Linked DNA regions of Gossypium hirsutum: region 1 is linked to region 2. A link is a contact called in public Hi-C data. All regions are on one chromosome and are shown on one strand. Each heading gives the region's core, a stretch centred on a gene start, on an enhancer-like site or on the middle of the called end of the contact. The rest is flanking DNA. Distances are from core to core; before and after follow the strand shown. Region 1 has its middle 47 kb from the start of LOC121206841. Region 2 holds the start of LOC107888812 (transcription factor TCP20).

Evidence for each region. A called contact is a pair of places that touch in the nucleus more often than the background predicts.
Region 1: a Hi-C map of leaf shows a contact between it and region 2, with 1.6 times the contacts expected there. The contact joins the enhancer-like site here to the promoter of LOC107888812 in region 2. A contact is called at or near these places in 2 of 34 Hi-C or Micro-C datasets (both in leaf).

What each region holds. Positions count from the first base shown.
Region 1 is chrA09:32,737,268-32,740,021 of Gossypium_hirsutum_v2.1, forward strand. No RefSeq gene overlaps it. Among protein-coding and RNA genes, the nearest start is that of LOC121206841, 47 kb to the left of the region's middle. Within about 2 kb of position 1,449, at least 4 of the 9 cell types and tissues checked have an H3K27ac peak or open chromatin away from gene starts, as enhancers often do. A contact at or near this core is called in leaf, where this site is marked.
Region 2 is chrA09:32,494,068-32,496,811 of Gossypium_hirsutum_v2.1, forward strand. LOC107888812 (transcription factor TCP20) reads right to left here and starts at 1,459. Exons shown (of 2, transcript XM_016813041.2): 1 at 1-1,459. The coding sequence starts at 832.

The DNA of each region.
Region 1 (2,754 bases), core at 199-2,698, 240 kb after region 2:
TTAATATTTTATTATAACTCTAGGATATTTACCAACTCCTTAATTTTATTTATAAAATCTAAAACCTACGCTTTAATTATTCTTATTATTAAAACATTGATAGTTGTAATGAATCTCAAGTAAAATGATAAAAAATTATCTTTAAATCCTTAAATTATCCTTGCCTCACTCGTTATCCCATAAAAGAAAAACCTTGTAACAATAGTTAATATCAAATATGGAGTGGAATTTTCAACTAGTTATATATAAGTTTGGTGTAATGGTAAATGCTATTGGAGTAGAATTGCCCAAAGATATTTTTAATTACATTAAATTAATTCCTAAATTAAAAACAATTTTTTATTTAATTTAATTCAGTTTGCTGTGGGATTGCTTGTCTTTCATGTTTCTTGTCAGTTTGGTGCGCTACTCACTCAAAAATTACAATTCTTCAGCTTTCCTTTTTCCCTTCTTTTTCCAATATGTATTTCACAAGTTTGTTCAAATCATGCAGTTATCATTAATCAAATCTAAAAATTACATTTCCTTTTTTGTTAAACAAAATCGAACCACTTTTGTTTCTTATCGACCAAAATAGAATTCATTATGGGGACGAAGAGCTCAATGCATAAAATTTTCATTTCATGAATCCCTATATATGTATATGAATGAACTGAATATATACATATATTACTTAGGGTTGGTCTATCAAGTACTTTGACACTTATGGTTAAATCCCAGCCATTCATTTTTTTTAAAGATTTACCCTTAGTAATTTTTTTCACTTATAATTTATATAGTTATTATTAATAAATTTTAAAATAATTAATATTTTTTATAAAATTCTGATACTCAAAACTCTAAATAAAAATCTTAAAACTTTTATCTTTAAAAAACTTAAATTAAATTAAAGAGATTTGACGGTGGTGCCAACAGAATTGTCACTTAAGAAATTCAAAAGTTGGCAGGTTGGCACGATTATTGAGACGATTTTACTATTGAAAATCAACAACAATAGCTGATGATGGAGATTAACTTGTATTTTTTTTTTATCTTAAATCACTCCATGATAATGACATACAATTTATATGGGAAATTAAAAACTTGGGAAATGGTCTTTAATTAAAAGTACACTATACTCTTTGACTTTTCATTGGACGAACAATCCATGCAATACTTGGTCACCATAGTGGGGATATCCATAAACACAGACATACATATCCTTTACTTTTCTCCTTTTTTTTTTCCTTTAATCAATCTTGCAAACTTGATTATTAAGCAACTTTAGGATGGGTTTGGCATGAATCATTGAAGTAATGAGAATATATATTTATATATCTTTATTAATTTATTTAATCCTTTTTCAACTGCTTTCCCTTTATAAAAACTTACATAGAGCCTTTGCTTTGATGTGGAGAAGACCAATTCTTTGTGTTGTGATGATAATTATAGTTGGAGTTGGTATGTGTACGTTGGTGATTGCATGGCTTGTCACATGTGCTTCCCATCATGGAGACAAAGGGAGGCCCCGCTCTTTGAAAACCAGTCTCACAAGAATTCAAGCAATTTGATTAAATGGGAAAAGATCTTTGCTTTGTTTGTGGGTTTTTCAAATTTAATTTTTAAAGACTTTTTTTATTTTTTTTTCTCACCAAGAGATAAGTTTGGATCTTTCTTTGTTAGTATTCGTTTTAATCATGTCCTTTCCTTTTCAAAGCTTTTGCTTTTCTTTTTTCCCAATTAAGGGTTTTTTTTACTAAAATATTATAATAAATAAAATAAAATACGAAAATAATATATTTCAAAATTATATATTAAAATGATACATTTAAGGTGGTCACACCTAGTACATAGGCGGTACTACCCTACTCTAACACAAAAAAATATTAAAAAAATACTATTATATTTAAAAAAATAAAATCTGCTATAAAAAATTGATGTGACACTGTGGAGGGCAAGCCAGAAGCTGCACTGGTGAAGCCTCTGGCAGAGGCAGCACCAGTGAAGCTTATGCCATAAGTGGTACCAGTGAAGCCTATGCCATAGGTGGCACCAACACTCCCAAACTCCTTCCGATTCTATTTAAGTTAAAAAAAAATTACCATGAATTTTTTAAGCAATATGTTAAAAAAAATAATATTATTTCTGTTAAAAAGACAATAATATGTTAAAAAACAAAAACAAAAATTTTAAAAATTAGTACATAATATTAAAATTTTTTATTAAAAATAGTTAAAATATTATATTTTAATACATAATTTTTCAAATATACTATTTTCATATTTTATTTTATTTTTTATAATATTTTAATAAAAACCCCATTTGAATACCAAAAGGAGATAATTGAAAAAGTACACACCAAAATTTAGGCACTTCCCAATCAATTCCAAGGACCTTGTTACTCATTAGCTATTTGCACTACATTACATATGGTGTAATGTAATTTAGCTGTTTCAAGCTTTACAACAAGAAGCTTTGAAGCTTCTTTTAATAATTAAAATGTCCTCTTTTAGCATATTTTTGCTTTGGTTAAAAAAAAATTAAAACAAACCTCTTATCATTCTTCTTTGAATTAGTAATTTTTTATATAAATATTTAAAATTATTCGTAATTTTTTTAACTTTAAATAAGAAGATAAACATATTTTAATACACTTAATTTATGTAATTTTTAATTAATAATAATATTAATACTAACTGAACTGAGTATACTTGAATAGCAATTACTTAAATTTCTTTCTATTTGATAACATCTATTTGCATTCAAAACAAGACT
Region 2 (2,744 bases), core at 209-2,708:
GCACCCTAGCCTGCCCCATTTGTTGATAAATTTGGCTTAAGGCTTGATGATTTAGAACCCCAATATGACCATCTTGAGACAACCCAAGTTCCAAACCAGGGAGCTGCTGGTTAGCCGCACCCAAGATTGAGGTGAAGCTCATCTGACCAATATTAGTAGCTGGCAAATCAAAACCAGGAATCCCGATTTTTTGCAGATAAATAGGACTTTCAGTGCCTAAATTGGTTGTAGATGGACCAGATGATGTCTGAAACCCATAACTACTGACTGAGGGCCATAACCCTGTTGCTACATGATGGGGTCTCCCCAAATTGTTGGCACCAACCGTTGCCCAACTGGTCCTACTGCTTCCAGACCCTATACTGGACCCCCCTAAATCTTCCATCTTTTGGTGCAATCCAGCTGATAGAGAGGCCCCCTGATGAGAAACTGAGCCTCCAGCTGCTGCCAAAGCTGAAGCTGGTATGGTTCCGCTCCCCGTGGCGGCTATTACTGATGGTTCAGCTTGTTGTAACAACCACTGTATGGTTTCCCCATCAGATTTGTGTCCCAATTCTCTGGTCAACTGAAAGATTCTAGCTGCACATAAAGCAGGCATCCTTATTCTTCTACCTCTCCCTTCAACTTTGGTGTGCCTGTCTTTATTAGAACTTCTCTTCGGAGCCAACTGTTGTTTCTTCCCTTCTTCTTTACTTGCAACAATCCGGAAACCCTTGCTTTCACCTGCTTTGTTCTCTCCCATGCTCTGATGAGGCTGTTGTTGGGGTTGTGGTGGCAAGCTCAAGAAGTTGGATACTTCAGCTGGTGGCTGCTTGGAGCCCTTGGGATCCATGAACAGGTAAAGGGGTGGTAAGGTGGGGGCAAAGCAAATTAAAGCCAAAAAACAAAGTTTCTTAGATTGAAGAAGGTGACCTGAAAAGTCCTACACTTTCATGAGTTTTTAACTGTTTTTGGCAAGGAATGTGAAAGACAAACTAGTAATATAATATTGAAATCCCAAAGCACAACCCCAAAATGTCAAAAATTTTATCTTGGTTTTACAACATGTCTTTCTACTTTCTCTCACTGTCCTTTCTTACTCTTTTTTCTTACAGTAGTGAACGGGTTTTGACTAATACTTCTGATACGATAGTAACTTTAACTGCCAATTCAGCACAACATCCCCATTTCCATAGATTGATGGCTAATTCTCTTAGCTTTCTCTTCACTTCACCTTTACCTTTTACATGCTACAATATTATTTCAGCAGGCATCATACTAATGGTTCCATCTCTTGTAAGGGACTCAATTGTCCAGGTGGATCAATCACCTTTTTACAACTGGCAACTTGGTTTGTATCGGTTGCTTGCTTCTAACCCACTCTAGGCCAATCTTTCTGATATGTGTCATAAAAAGTTTTATAGAGAAAATTAATCATGGGACGACGTAACCCCCCCTAATTTGATAGGTTTCAAGTTTTAACCCATCTGATTTTGTTGGGGCGGATTTTTCTTATAAAAATCAAATTTGAGATGGAGCGAGGGAACAAAATTCTTCTGTGCCCCTCCAACAATTTATCACCACGTGGATTAGTAAATTGTGGGTTGAGACTTGCATTAACTTTTTTTATGCATTGTATTTCCCGTTACCGTTACTTCTCCTTCACAAAACCCATAGAGGTGGCTTTGTTGTTCTTTAGAATGTGAAATTGATTTGGAGAGTTACTAGAGGTTCCTGCTGACCTCTTCTTGACCTTCCATCATCCTCGTCATTTCTCTTCCACAAAACCCATTAAAGTTAACAATTGAATCTTGAATAATTTGAAAATATAAAAATATAGACCGAACCTGGAAAGAAAAATTGAAGTGAAGAGAAATCACAACTTATTATAATTGTTAAATCAAATTTTCAAGTTGTGAAATGAATTCCTTATTAAGCAAAAATCAATTTCTTAGACTGCTGTAATATAGAACTGTTTTTGACTTTGTAAACATGTAGAGGAATGTTTCCTCGAAATCAAGTGGTAGTAGAGAAGAACTAAATATGTAACCAAAGAATAAAATTCATCACTTATTGAAGAGGGTTGCAGCATAACAACTCTTTTAGAGATGAACAATCAAGAAACATGGAACATTTTTCAAAACCCATTCCTAATTCCAAATATCTCAAGGCAGCACAACAATTACTTCATGAATTTGTTAATGTTTGAATGGGTCTAAAGCAGTGTAATGGAAAGAAAAGCAAAAGCTCTAAAGACAATTGGGTGAAGAGTTCCAACGAGGATGAAGGAAGATTACGAAGAGGTGTTCTCATCGGCAACTCTCCAAATCAGATTTCACGTTTTGAAAGACAAAAACTACAAAGCAGCATCCATGGGTTTTATGAAGGAGAGGTAGACGGTGAAGGGCAGGAGAAGTAACGGTAACGGGAAATACAAGACATAAAATTCACACAAATTTCTGCCCACAATTTACTAATCCACGTGGCAACAAATTATTGGAAGGATGCAGGCAGAAGAATTTTATTTGGAGCGAGATGAGTTTTTAATTAAAAATTTAAAGTTGGAGTGCAGTTTTAATCAAATCTTCATGGGCTTGAAGTTAATATATATAAATAAATATTATAAGTTGTTAGGTTCCAGTTGAAATAAAAGTATAATATTTTGATTGTGGATTTGTAGTAATTCCTTATACAATTAAAGATTAATTTTAAATAATATTTTTTAATTTTATGCTTACCTTATAAGTGAAATTTTTTCATTATTT